Linked DNA regions of Zea mays: all the other regions are linked to region 1. Evidence: chromatin contacts called from public Hi-C data. All regions are on one chromosome and are shown on one strand. Each heading gives the region's core, a stretch centred on a gene start, on an enhancer-like site or on the middle of the called end of the contact. The rest is flanking DNA. Distances are from core to core; before and after follow the strand shown. Region 1 holds the start of LOC100280987. Region 2 holds the start of LOC100282309. Region 3 holds the start of LOC100279228.

Region 1 (4,944 bases), core at 1,412-3,911:
CTCATAACATGCTCTGTCATTGCCTGATTAGTTCAGCACTTCAGTGCCTTTCTTGGAATTGTCTCTTCAGAAATTAGAAAATCATGCTTTTTGATCATTAAAAATTTACATAGTATGCCTTTTCATATTGAGATTATTCATCTCCGATATTTTAAACAATATTCGATGAAGACTTAGCATCATTTTAGATATTCTGTAAAAAAGCATTCGAAAGGAAATGAAAAAAAAAGACTGACAGTATTGCTATAATGATAGGCAAAAATGGTCAGTTTTTTTAGTTCCGGTGCTGCCTATCCAGGTATTGCTACTGCTAATACTTTCTACAGAAATACTATACACAACCAATAATTTCATAGAAGTTGCTAGATGCTTTTGTAATGCTTGTCTTATTATTGTTGGTTTTGTTTGTTGTAGGGAGTTCATGTTAAATTACACTAGACTGATAAATTAGCTTAAACACGTTTCCATTTTGAGCTGAAGTTCCAGTGTGTCCAAAACTACAAATTCAAGAGTTCCTTATTTAGCTCACTTTGTTATCGACACACATAGTACCACTCGTTGCAAGATAGCTATGTCATGCAATCATGGTATTGATGGAGCATGTCTTTCTTACTCTGCCTTCTCCTGGACTGGAAATGTGTCACAATACACCTTTGCTACTGCCACTTTCATGCTTCTTGCATGAACGGACTCAATCTCTGGTTAGTTTCTGTTTTCCTTGCTCAGCTCCATGACATTCTTTTATATGGACCCACAGGCCACAGCACGGCACTAGGGTCTTCGATATCATCGAGGATTTCTGCATCGGTCAGTTGAAGGCATAGGGTAGCTTGTATTGAATTCGTGGAATTTTCCGGAAATCAAGTTTTGAGAAGCTACATGTTATCCAACATTTTAAGCATTGCAACCTTCAAGCATTTGAGATGTCAGTGTAATTGTTCCACAATTGTCATCGGGGCTGCTAGGAGCTGTGATGTAGCACTGCGTTTTTATTCTGCTGTTGTGTGACTGTGTCTTTACATTTCTGTTGTTGGACAAGACTCCAAAACGCTTGTAATTGTTCTGGCTAAGGGCCCGTTCGGTTATTCAGGAATCTACTCCAGAAAGGATTTCAGCTGGAATAATTGTATAATTTGTATAACAATTAGTAACCTGGAATAGTTCCTAGTTTTGTTCCAGCCTAACCGAACGGGGCTTAAATCAGAATCTGTTTCACACGATCATTTCTCGAGTGATGTTACATTGAAGATGTCCCGAGTTTGATTTTAACTTGGCTGTTGAATGCGTTATTTAAGATTTGTCGTGCTCTAAGGAATTGATGGTATGCAAACATGAAAGTGAACAGTATGAAGAGAACATAATTTCTGAGATTGAGCTGATTGTTCCGTGAGTAGTAAAAATTAACTTTTCTCTTGCTGAGTGAAATCAACAAAACCCAACCCATGAAAGGGAAAGAAAGAAAGAAAGAAAAGATAATGAGACATTAAAATGTATCCTAAAAGCTTTGCTGGCTTCTGCTACTGCACAGTTCTCAGGAATAGGCTCCTCTGCTGCAGCTCTGCTCCTCCCTCCTGTCTTGGAGAAGTGGACAGTGCTGCCGATCAGTTGCTCTTCTCATGGATAGTAGAGGCTTGGCATTGCGGTGTCAATGTCGAAGTTCTGGTCGAATACGTATTCGACGCATTCGAGAGGCATGAATTCGTCGTCAGGCACCGGAAGGGGCGCAACCGACGAGACGGCGGCGAACGCCGATGACACCACCTCCTGGAGGTCCACGTCCGAGGTCCAGTCCCTGTACCCGGGCACCGGGCAAGGCGAGATGCCCTGGTGCAGGCAGCCGTTGAAGTCGGAGCCGACGGGCGACGCGAGGGACCACGGGGACGAGGCGCCCCGCACGGGGCAGCTCTCGGGCGTCATCGGCGGGAGCCCGGCGGCGTTGTCCGTGGTGGTGGTGGCCACCGTGAGCCGCGCGGCGAGGCCCTGCAGCGCGGCCTGCGCGTGCGGGTTGTGCTGCTGCGCCCTCTTGGACCCGCCGCCGGCGGCGGCGGGCCTGCAGGTGTGCTCGCCGTGGTAGACGACGTCGAAGAGCGCGGGGTGGTCGTCGGCGCGCTGCACCTGCTTGGTGGCCAGGCAGTTCTGCGAGTTGCGGTGCGTGCAGCGGTAGTAGGCCCGCGGGTGCCTGGCGCCGAGGATGTCCTTCTGGCCGTACTTGCGCCAGCTGTGGCCGTCGTCGGCGCTGACGCGCACCTGCTGGCTGGTCCAGCGCGCCGTGGCCTTGCGCTTCTTGGGGCTGGCGCCGGCGGGGCGGAAGGGGTGGTGGTCGGAGGCGGCGTCACTGCTTATCGGGCTCCCCGTGGCGGTCAGCGGCGAGGGGGCGAGGTCCGGTGACGAGTGGAGCATGCCGATGGAGCGGTCGGTGAGCGCGACGATCTGTTGCACGAGGCAGCGGCAGAGGTCGACGGAGTCCGCGTCCGCGGGCGCGCGCAGCTGCAGCTCGAGCTGGCTCACCAGGTCCTGCACGCGGCCCAACTCCGAGACCAGGAGCGCCCGCCCGCCGCTCTCCACGGCTTCAGCCATTGCTGCTTCGAGGATAGGTGAGAGCTGGAGCAGGGGAGTCCGGTCGTGAGGTGGCGAGCGATCGGAGATCAGGACTCAGGAGTGGCTTGGCTCGACGTGGAGGAAGAGGAGGATGTTTTTATAGCAAGCGAAAGCGAGGGAGGGAGGCCGGAGGGGGAAGCGCGTCCGCGTGGGGGAATTTCAAGTGAGCTGAGGCGAGGCGAGGCGAGCAGAGGAAGCCGATCATTTGTTTGACCGGCCGAGATCGGGGAGACCGCGCTGCGATTGGCTGCCCGCCTTGCCGGGTCGGGGGGGGGGGGGGGGGGGGGGGGGGGGGGGGTCACGGCTTCTGATTGACTGATTCTCATCTCCTGCTATCCTCTCAGAGTCTCAGTACTCAGCATCTGATCAACTTCACTCGCTGGTATTTGAATTTAAAAACATTGATACCTAAAAAAGTTAAAATAACTTTTAACTCAAAATGGAAGAGAGCATTAGGTACTAACTTTCGAATCCAATCTCATACGTTCGTACATTTGCACTGTAGTATATGTAAAAGCAAAATTAAATAATTATAATAATAAGGGAGAGTTGATGGCGAAAAACGACTTGTGACGCCTTATTGCCTTCTGCTGGAACGATCCAGGCGGTCTTGTGGTCGCTAATCATGGGTCATTCAATCCAATCCATCACTTTGGCGGTTTGACTCGAGTGGGATATGTTGTTTGACCGTTGAACGAACCCACCGACCGGGTCAGGGTCGGGCCCGGGATCCGCTACCGCTAAGGCCCTGTTCGTTTATATCGGATTGCACCTGGAATTATTCCGGCTAATCAAAATTTATATAAATTATAGAAGCAATCCGGCTTGTAATCGATCCGACCCACCAATCCGACACAAACGAACAAGGTCTAAACATGCATTGGGGAACCTTGGACCGGTTCCACGGTCTTTGCTAATCCGCCTCCCCTTTACTTCACTTCTCTGCTTTCTCATCCAGCTGGGGAGAGGGAGAGTGCAGCAGGCCCAGGCATATATGACCTGACCTCATGGCAGACACACAAACACAAGCACAAGGCCGCAGCTGCAGCTAGCTGCAGACTGCAGTGCGATCCAACTGAGGGTTCAAAGTCAAAATCCTGACCGGTTCAAACCTCACCGACTTGTCATAACCATAAGTAGCCTTTTCTCACTATTTCGCTGCTGCAGGTAGCGTCGTGGCACGCCATGGTACAATCCCAAGTGGCCAAGTAGCTAGCTATAAGCTCATCTGTTGGCAAATATGGACTAATATAAACTAAAAAGGCGCACGTGGGTATCTTTGTCCACCAAAGGTTTTTTTATGTTGCCTTTATTCCATATATTCGAACAACACTCGACTAAACCTTAGTTCCGTTTGACCTAGACTAGATTGAACTTAAAACAATTGTGAATTAAGCGTATAGTAAGTACCTCATGCAGTGCCATTTCTTACCGTGAAACCTGCCCGTCCAACCTCGATGAGTCTCGACTTGGTGCGGGTGTGGGTGTTATTATGTTTTTTTTTTGCGGGCAGCTTCAGTTCACCTGTGCGATTTCGCGCTACAGTATCATGGATCCACGTGGATTCCATCATATAGTAAAGCATACAACTTGAAGAAAGTCTAACAAAACTAATCTCTGTTGACCAATGTATAATTCTTATATAAATCGAGGTATATTATATATATTCTAGAAGGGTCTGAGGCTGATGGCGAGAGTGAGATGTTTTTATTGTTAATTAAATACAGTGAAGTGGCGTGGGAAGCGATGGACAGGGGTTTGGACGTGGAGAAATCGAATCATCATCTCTTCAGACAGGCTTGACCGGCGACCGGCCGACGTGTACACGAGGAATCCTCATCAGCCCTCTTTGCGCGTCGCTGGAATTAAAACAAAACCGCAAGTGCATGCGTCGATCTCCCATGACGTCGCAGACGAAAAGTCACCACTTGGCCTGGTGACGTCACACACCACATGATATATTAGAGAGAGACGAAAGATCAGTTCTTCGTAGGTACGTACGTATATCTTTTTTTTTTCTTTGAGCTACGCGATAGATATTCTGTTCTTATCAGTAGGCCGGTACGTATCCCTTCTGTTTCTGGGTACTGCAGCACCCCGGGGCACTGGGTTAGCAACATAATAATTGCTGTTAGAACGTCCTTGCACGTAATGGCAAATTACAATTCAACAGGAGGCATGCACATGCAGAGACAAAACCTCTTAATGCTTATTCGGTTATTTTCAATATATATAGATTGGATGAAATTGATACGGATTGAGAGAAATTTTAACTTACTAGGGATTGAAACCCCTCAGGCTCTGTTCGGCAGGCCAGGGTTGAAGCCAAGCCAGGAACCAAACCAG
Region 2 (4,716 bases), core at 259-2,758, 310 kb after region 1:
GCGTCTCCAAAGTGACGCCTTAGCAAGCTTCAAGGCGCCATGACGACGCTGTACTGGTCAAGGCGGATGCCTTAGTCTCTGTTCTAAGGCGAGAGCGACGCCTTGCCGCTGCTGCACGCCTTATCGCCTAAGCGACGCTTTAAGAACACCTTAACAACAATGGTAATACTCACATGCACCAAACCATAAATTATTTAAAAATGATGGTTTAATTATACACCGTACTCCTGAAGCATCCACTGACTAATGAAATGCAAAACGAGACTAAATAATAAATGATGATATGCCAGAACATACATGATCCGGTGACCCCACCTCAAGTGTTTAGTGTTTACCAATGCAAAACATCAACCAAGTAATGATCGAGTTCAAGGAGAAGCTAGCTTTTGAAGCCTATATCAACAAGTAAACATAGCGTTTCATAGAATGTGGGGTTTCTTGGGATTGTTGGACATCTCCCCAGTAGGTTAGATTTTCAAACAGGAAACTTCCTAGCCTAGACCCACATATGACAGAGGAGCCTATATACCATAATACTTGGCAGTGATGTGAATATGTGATCTAAGTACCTTAGTTAAAAATGAAGCTGCAAACGGAAGCACCAGGTGAAGACTCGAGGAATCAACACAAGGTGGTCTACCTGGAAGAAAGAAAGAGTAAATGAGCATAAAAACAAACCATCAGAAATCAGAAACTGTGGCTTCCAGACATTTAAGTTCAGCAGTTCAGGTTTGTGGACTAGGCGCCTCAATTTGGTGTTGTTCAGTTTTTTTATGTTTGCCCGTGACGGCTGTAGTGGCAGATTTGTTGATTTACTAGCTCAATTAATTAAGAGAACCAAGAAAAATATTATAGGACCCCAAAACTACAAGCTAGCAATAAATGAAAATTTCCGAATCTGTCTCCGTTTCTCTGGTATGTATGCTCATGGTAATGATGCTATTCTTGAACCGAAGGAATTAAAAAACAAAGGAGATCAAGCAATAAGACATCCACGGTAGCAGCATGACCAGATCTGGCTCGACGACGGCAACAAGAGTCAGCCACGATTCCCTTTCTCGGCACCCCAGAACCAGTGGGAAAAAATTCAAAACACGCAGCCACAAGAACCCCTATAAGAACTCGAATCGAACAGAATTTAGCTCAGCTTGTGCGCGGCGTTTTCCTATCCAGATCTGGCGACGCAAGACCCCGACCGCCGCCGCGCAGCCGCGACCTAGCTCGGCAACTGCATCCGACAGCGACTAGGCCAACCAGATCTACCACCCGATCTGAGCCGTGGATTCACGAGGAAAATGTCAGATCCACAGGAACGCGAAGAGCTACGAGGAAGAGGAAGGGGGACGGCTGAGGTAGAAGCCAGAGGAGGTGGAAGGGAACATCGGAGATAGTAGCCAGCACCTGCAGGCTCGGGGAAGCAGCCACCGTAGCCTGCCGATGGCGAGAGGGCGAAGAGGCGGCTCTGGAGTCTGGAGCTGTCCGCGAGGAGCCGCACGCCCGCACGGGTCAGGATCAGGTCAGGGACAGGGCTACCGCTACCCGCTGCGAGAAAAATCAGCTCTCACGTGACCGCTTGCTTGTCGTGCCGCCGTTAAACGGGCCCATATGGGTTGAAATTCGTAATCTTTTATTTTATTCAAAATCTGCTACATAAACAGTACACATCTGTACTAAAATAAAATTCGTTTTAAACAAATAAAAGATTGATATAATGTTTAATAAATCTTTATCTCTATCTCTATCTCTATCTCTTCTCTATTTCTAATATGTTATCTATCTATGTACTATATTAAAACACCTTGTACTTCTTTGAAATCGAATCTGCAGTCTTATGAATGGCCTCACCTCTCATGCTAAACCTAACTAACCGCACGTCTCCATCGGGTTTCTCCTCTCCACGTCGCCCGCTGTGACACTCCCGCACGCGCCCTCCACAACCACGCCCAGGGTCATACCGGAGGGGTGCGGAGGGTGCGGCCGCACCGGGCCCCCAAAAATAGAGGGTCCCTTCTTAGTCACTGGACGCTAGCACTTTTTCCTGTTAAACATATCTATTCTAAACACAAATATGTAAAGAGCGATACGCTATCGACCAATTTCGTTTAGATTGTTAAACTAATGTCTCAATTACTTAGGCACTAAATGAATTTCAAATTTACATGTTTTGTGAATGGTGAGATTCGAACTCGCAACATCTCTCTCGCGCATACTCTCCTATACCACTACACTACTACATCAATTATATATAATGCGCCGTTTCAAAATAGTATTTGTTTTAGCTCTTGATTTTTATGTTTATATTCAACTATATAATGATGAATCCACTAAAGAAGCAAAACAAATTCTATTTTGATATAGAGAGAGTATTTTTACTATACACGTGATGGTTGCATCGGCAGAGAGAAGCTTTTTAAAATTGAAATATTTTTGTGAACTATTTATGGTTAACAATAACTCAATAGAGGTTAAATGGCTTGTCGATTCTATATATCGAAAAAAAGTTGTTGGATGAGATTGATCTCAATAATATAAGCGATGACTTTGTATCACAAAATGTTAGAAGATATTTTTAATGTTATCAGATAACAAGTAAGTGTTTTCGGCTATGTCGGTACCCTAAATCAGGGGTACCCTCTCCTACAGCATAAAGGCGTCGCACCCATGCGACGTCTCCTGGCCGCGCGGAGGACCGCGCCTAACTCCACCGGATGGGCGGGCCAAAGGGCGCCACGTGGCGAGGATAGGCACCATGCCTCAGTAAGACCGGACCCCCACTGAGGGTCACCGGGCCCCTATATACATACAGGTCCGGAGCCCCCGGGTAGGTCCGAACCCCGGCAGGGTTCCGGAACGAGAAGGACCTTAGGGTATGCAGGGGTCCGATGCTGACACGTGTGCAAGCCTTGCTCTCCGCTCCCCGCGCAGGCGAAGGCCCGCTGCTTGTGGCCCATGACATAAGCCATCGGGCCGAGCCTGACGTAAAGCCGTGTAGCCCCTGCATTTATTGAGGAGAGGACGCGCCGCCTTCCACTGCGCTGACGGGCGATGTGCCCTCTCAGCATTTAATATGTCCCGTCCCATCCGCTGGCATGCGGCGTCAAGGTCATCTAGCAGGCGGCGTGCATGCTGGGTCTGCTGGCGAACAGTGCGCCCGTACCAAGTAGTGCACTGTGTTATCCCTTCTACAAGAAGCCTCTCCTACACGCCGAAGATACACAGATCTCGGACGACAGGACACAAGAGGATTGCCCCGGCAGCAAATATTTATAGTCCCAAATGTTATATTCTCTATGTCCCTAGGCCCACGTGTCGGGCTTAGTACCTTTGTGCATGCCCCCCTTCAGCTATAAAAGGGGAGGCATGCGACGTTACGAGACTCAGACGCAATCTCAGACTCGCTGGCTCATACAAGCCTACAAACAATACATCTTACAGTGGAGTAGGGTTGTCGGGTACCATAATTAGGGGTACCCCCAACACTCCTAAACTCGACTGGTAATCACCATCAGCACAAGCTGCAGAGACTGATGGGCGTAATTCAGGTCAAGGCTCCGTCTACTCAAGGGACGCGATCTTGCCTCGCCCGAGCCCAGCCTCGGGCAGGAACAATAGTCCCAGGCGAATTCACGCCTCGCCCGAGGGCCTCCTCAAGCAACGGGCGCACCCTCGACTCGCCCGAGGCCCAGCTCGGGCAGGCTTCGCAGTGAAGCAACCTTGGCCAGATCGCCTCGCCAACCGACCGTATTGCAGGAGCATTCAATGCGAGGATCGCCTGACACCTTATCCTGACGCACGTTCCTCAGTCGGCAGGGCCGAAGTGACCGCAGTCACTTCGCCCCTTCACTGACTAACCTGACAGGAAAACAGCGTCGCCTGCCCCGCTTCGACTGTTGTGCCACCCGCCAGGGTGAGGCTGACAACAGCTAAGTCCAGCCTCAGGCGCAACAGGAAGCTCCGCCTCGCCCGACCTTGGGCCTCGGCCTCGAAAGGTGGTCTCCACCTCGCCCGACCCCAGGGCTCGGCCCCCGCCTCGGCCTCGGAAGGTGGTCTCCGCCTCGCCCGACCCCAGGGCTCGGCCTCAACCTCAGCCTCAGAGGATGGTCTCCGCCTCGCCCGACCCCAGGGCTCGGCCTCACCCCGACCTCAGAAGGAATCGCGTCCTCACCCCCACCCCGGCCTCGGCCTCAGGAGGAGTCTCCGCCTCGCCCGACCTTGGGCTCAGACCGACCATGCCACAGGGGGTACATCATTACCCTACCCCTAGCTAGCTCAGGCTATGGGGGACAAGACCGGCGTCCCATTTGGCTTGCCTCGGTAAACAAGTAATGATGGCACCCCGCGTGTGTCCATGACGACGGCGGTTCTCAAGCCCCCTACGGAAGCAAGGAGACATCAGCAAGGTCTCGGCAGCCCCGACAGTTGTGCTTCTACAGGGCTCAAGCACTCCTCCGACGGCCACGACATCGCATGCACGGGGCTCTAGCACCTCTCCGACAGCCACGTTGGCATGTACATAGGGCTCTGGCTCCTCTCTGCCGGACACGTTAGCATATAGCTACACCCCCATTGTACACCTAGACCCCCTCCTTGCATCTATAAAAGGAAGGTCCAGGGCCCTCATACGAGAGGGTGGTCGCGCGGGAGGACGGGCCGACGAACAGGCTCGCACGCTCTCTCTCTCCCTCGCGAACGCTTGTAGCCCCCTACTGCAAGCGC
Region 3 (5,029 bases), core at 769-3,268, 470 kb after region 1:
TTCAAAATGTCTTTTACCCCTGTGCTCCTTGTTGTCCTTCCAGTTTATGTTTGCTGGAACAGTAGAATGACTATCCTTACCAAATTTTATGTCAGTTCTGTAATCAGGATGGCCCCTCCTGTCAGCCCTTATTTCACTTTCATCTGCTCTATTGTCTACCTTTACATCACTCTCAATTTTATTAGCCTGAAATTCAATCCTTGAATCACTATGAACGTCCCTGGCATCGACTTTTGTTTCGCGGTCATCTGCCTTACTGTCCCGTGCATCTTTATTTTGCTTTGACTCTAATCTGCTGTCAGACGAGATGGGGTGAACAGCAAAGTTAGTGGAGCCAACAGGCATCCGATGTACAGATGGCCTCTTATCATCACGAGACTCCACACGTTGAAATTTCGCAAATCTACCATCATGTTCAGAAGAACCATGGAAATCACTGCCACCGGACTGAATAAATTTCCCAGGACTCGAATACAAGCTGCTGTCATCCAAAGGGCGTTTTGTTGGTGTGGAGTGACTACCTTCCTCGAGCAACCTCTTTGGAGCACCACTCATTTTCCTCCAAAGTGCAAACTAATTCTTCAGTGTGAGCAAATAATAAGACGGATCCAAAGGCGAGAAGCTCAATATGATGTGATTTACTACAAGAAGAAGATTGGATCAGAACAGGATACATCGGTTACTTAGTTTTTGTTTTGTTTTATAAAATTTACTCAAGAAACATCAGAAAATCACACATCAGACACGCAGTAATTGTGATGAAGGTCTGTCAAGGAATATAGCCGTCTTTGAACTAGTAATCCTTAGACCTGTAACTCTAAATTGATCCAATCAAGTCATGTTAAGGGGTTAGTTCAATTAGCCCTGGTAGGGTCCCGAGTTGTTTTCCATTTTTCAAGTGCTACTGTTTTCTTTCATAGTCCGAACTCTCTATTCTCCTAGAGAGAGTGGTTTTTGTAATGGACCATTTCTTCTCCCTCTCTTCATACAAAGATACACAACTCTTCTGCATATTTAAAAATAGAGCAATCTACTTATATTGACTAGAACCCAGGGAATAAAATGGCATAGAACGAATGTATTTGGTAAAATTCAAGGAGATCAGTCTACAGGTACGTTTATAGCACTGAAATATACAAAAACAAGTAAGTGATTGTAACATGAACTTGTAGAGACAGAACAAAATATGTATCACAGAGACATGCCCGCAGAAGAAACAAACAGGGTAAGACTTCTTGCAAAGCTTGTCTGAAACACCATCATATATTTAAAAATGGATGGAGTACCAAGTTTCATTCATCAAGTGAAAAACAATCCCCTTCCTACAAAACAGACAGCACTCAAAGAAAATACGAACATTCTGCGATAAAATTTGGCCTTTTTTTCTAAATGGGTTCTGAAGCATATTTGAAATAGATATGAAAAGTTGAAAACATAGTTAGTGTATTCATTTCAGATGTAACCCCAAATGGGATAGATTCAAACTTGATCCAAATTTGAACTGATTTAGGGTCAAGTTGAGTTTTTAAGGAATCGCTACGCTTAAGCGGTGAGGCAAGTTCGCCTGCTAGGGCGTCCTGGCCGCCTTGCGGAAGCTCGTAAGGCGTCCGCCTTAGGGATTGAGGCGTCGCCCCGGCGCTTCGAGCGTCGGCAAGGCGTCGATTTGCAGACGCCTTGGCCTTTGTAGGGTTTGGGGAAGGAGTTAGAGGTCAGGGACGCGGGATTACGAGTAGGCGCGGGTACATAGAGGCTTACGGCGCGAGACTCTCCAGGCAGCGGTCAGGATTCAGCCATTCGGGACCTCCATGCGGCGGTGGCGACGCTACCTCCCGCGAGCTCCAAGCGGCGGCCCTCTTCCTGTACTGGCGGGATGGGGAGCCGCTGACGCCGGCCGAGCCTGCGTGCCGACCGCGAGTGGGGGAAGGAGCGGAAGATGGAACCCGAGCACGAAGTGGGGGAGGGAGCAGAAGATGGAGCGCCGATGCTGCGATGAAGACGAAGAAGATGAATTTGACGAAATGGGTCACTTTAAAATTGATTATTTAGGTCGCCGCTGGCTAGAATACCCCCGTCAATCGTCGTACGCCCGTTTAACCAGCGTGTAGTGGACAAAATATACCTATTCACATGTTTTTATAGACCCAATAATTTTAAATGTCAATTTTATTTTCTTGCGTCCTTAAAATAAGTGTTGAGCATCATTTGTAGCACTGGGCACTAGGGCTAGAAAAAAAGCTCGAGCTCGACGAGCTGGCTCGGGCTCGCAGCAGCTCGGCTCGGCTCGGACCGGCTCGACGCTCAGAACGAGCCCGAGCCGAGCCTGTTTTTGTGGCTCGTGAAAAGAGCGAGCCAGCTCGGCTCGGCTCGGTGCAGCTCACGAGCTGGCTCGTGGCTCGATTCAACAATAATTTGTTACATAAAATCATAATTAGCATATAATATTAGTATCGAGTGGACAATTAATTTATGTTATTTAAGATTGCTATAAAAAATAATCTATTTTCTATATTATATTAGTGATATATCTATTTTAGAAATTTAAAATATGTTATTTAAAATATTTTTAAGATTTTATATTATAATTTAGAGAGCAGTTTTACGTTTATGCCTAGGCTCGTTGGCTCGGCGAGCCGGCTCGCGAGCCAGGAGCGAGCCGAGCCGAGCCGAGTCTCGTTTTCGAGCTCGCCAGATGGGCGAGCCGAGCCAAGCTCGGCTCGTTGCATGAGCGAGCCACAGCGAGCCAAGCTCGGCTCGGCTCGTTTCCACCCCTACTGGGCACAGTCGAACGGTTCGGCTCTAACTGAACGATCCGGCTCTAACCGAACGGTCTGGCCCACAGATGTTTCACCCATAGGTGCTGGTCCATAAATAGATAGATCGGCCCTCAATGGTCGTTTCAAAAGATAACTCAGACGTCTCTCCCAGTAACATCATTGAGGCGACCTAGGAAACTCTACCGGCTGAAGATCAGCAGGAGTTCGAAGAGCACAAGGAGCAGCTGATCAAGGAAGCACAGGTGAAATTCCTGACTAACTTCAAAATGGACAGGAATCACAAGGTCGTCCGACAGCGGGCGACTGGTCTAGCTTTGCTTTGTCCTACTACAACTACCCCAAGGTAAGCGAGACAAATAAAATTCAATCTTTTAGAGTTTGCATAGATGAGCAGCGAGACCAAAAGCAACAAATCATATGGGGTAAGCAAAATGATTATAAGAGGCTAGTGCACGCATTTGATAAATCTATTGTCGCGAATTTTTCTTCGCACGAGGTTGAATTTGGTGAAAACATGGGCGATTCATCGGCTATAGATTGACATGGCTAATCACAACCCCTTTACGAGATGGTGATAAACACATATCCTTGACAACCACAGCCTCCTACGCAGATCGGGGTAAACCCGTCGACCTGCATACGGTTGGACGGTCCGCGCATGAGCGTGGACCCTCCAGGCTAACAGTAGTCGAGCCCGTTTTTAGAATCGAATTACCGAGACCCGTGCCCGAGCTGCCACGTCCCGTGCAAACCCTAAACAAACAATTTGGACCATCCTCACATAGCACCGGACAGTTCGAATACATTATTGGACGATCCGGCCATGCAGTCAGACAGTTCGCACACGCAGTCGGATGGTCCGTGTATTTGACCGAACGATCCGACGCTGAATCCGCTGAATCCACAGAACCTAATGATTATGATTATTACCCAACAACACATCCGTCCCAGCTAAACCTCCCGTCACATCCTATAGCGCCCCAGCACTGTAATATAACATCCGAGACACATGGGGGCGAATACTTTTCGGCCCCTCCCAGAAAGCCGGAAAGGGATGACCAGTCATATGAGCAGCATAGAGCAAACATTGGGCCTGTTTGGTTCAACTTTTTTCTGACCAGCTTTTCTGAAAATCTGGCTGTGGGGAGAATCTGGCTGTGGAGAGAATCTGAGTATTATTACGATTACATGTGAAGGAAGATAAAGTTGTTCATAGGGCTCAGGATCTAGAAAGTGACAGATTCCTACTATTACAACGACTCAACAGATTATGTGTTTATGTTGATTTTGGATGGTTTTTGCCCAACGAATTTTATAGAAGCTGACTGAAAAGCTGAGAGTTTGGCAGTCCACAGCAGCTTTTGGTGGCCAGAAGCTGCCAGAAGCCGAAACAAACAGCACCATTAATGGCCCACAAAACCCAAGCCAGTGGGTAGGGAAACAACATACTAATATCCAAACACCCACACCTATGCTAGACCAGAGGGCCGATGGACTCTCACCGGGCGCCATTGACATAGTAAGGGAAGAGATAGCCGGGGCGTTCCGAGATAAGTTCAGAGTTAGCATGATCCCTAGAGGACAGTCATATAGGAGACCCTATGATAGCCGATTTGACTATCACCCGTACCCTCAGGGAACTAGGAAACCCTAATTCGCGAAATTTTCGAGTGATCAGGGTAAGAGCACACACGAACACATAGGTCTGTTCCTAGTACAATTAGGAGAATTGGCCGACACAGAGGCGTTCCGTGTTCGTTTATTTTTATTGTCCCTAACAGGGACTGCATTCGCATGGTATGCCTCACTGCCTCCTAATTCTATTTTTTCGTGGGGGATTTATAACAAAAATTCCATGATCATTTTTTCTCCGACGATTACGAGTTAGATCTAATAGATCTAGTGGCTTTACGAAGGGAAAGATGAATCGATTAATGATTACATCCGGAGGTTCTGGGACATAAGAAACCGATGTTTACAAATTCATTTGGCAGAAAAACAGTTAGCATGATTAGCATTTAATGGAATGTGTTATTATTTAAAGGAAAGATTAGAAGGCATTCAATTTTTCAGGCTAGCTCAGTTACACTAGAGAGCTTTGACTTATGAAAGCCGAAGCAAAGATACTGCCAAAGCGGTTCCTCACAACGTCCATGTGGTAGAATGTGACCAAAGTAGCTCGGACGACGAATCAAAAGAAGTATATGCTACTGAGATGGTTTGGCTAAAGTAGGCCAAAGCAGGCCAAATCTTTG

Evidence for each region. Hi-C and Micro-C count contacts between places; a contact is called where the count stands out from the background.
Region 2: a Hi-C map of leaf shows a contact between it and region 1, with 8 times the contacts expected there. The contact joins the promoter of LOC100282309 here to the promoter of LOC100280987 in region 1. A contact is called at or near these places in 8 of 25 Hi-C or Micro-C datasets (bundle sheath, endosperm, leaf and 2 more) and 1 of 3 datasets of contacts at active chromatin or transcription factors (leaf).
Region 3: a contact with region 1 is called in a Hi-C map of endosperm, with 2.9 times the contacts expected there. The contact joins the promoter of LOC100279228 here to the promoter of LOC100280987 in region 1. A contact is called at or near these places in 7 of 25 Hi-C or Micro-C datasets (bundle sheath, ear, endosperm and 3 more).

What each region holds. Positions count from the first base shown.
Region 1 is chr4:76,340,260-76,345,203 of Zm-B73-REFERENCE-NAM-5.0, reverse strand. LOC100280987 reads right to left here and starts at 2,661. Exons shown (of 1, transcript NM_001153907.2): 1 at 1,392-2,661. The coding sequence starts at 2,577. The coding sequence ends at 1,615. LOC103653407 (cytochrome B5-like protein) reads left to right here. Exons shown (of 6, transcript XM_008680323.4): 6 at 758-1,269. The coding sequence ends at 824.
Region 2 is chr4:76,024,668-76,029,383 of Zm-B73-REFERENCE-NAM-5.0, reverse strand. It overlaps LOC100282309, which reads right to left and starts at 1,508. Exons shown (of 8, transcript NM_001155221.2): 1 at 1,402-1,508; 2 at 570-640.
Region 3 is chr4:75,869,271-75,874,299 of Zm-B73-REFERENCE-NAM-5.0, reverse strand. It overlaps LOC100279228, which reads right to left and starts at 2,018. Exons shown (of 12, transcript NM_001152250.1): 1 at 1,756-2,018; 2 at 1-641. The coding sequence starts at 555.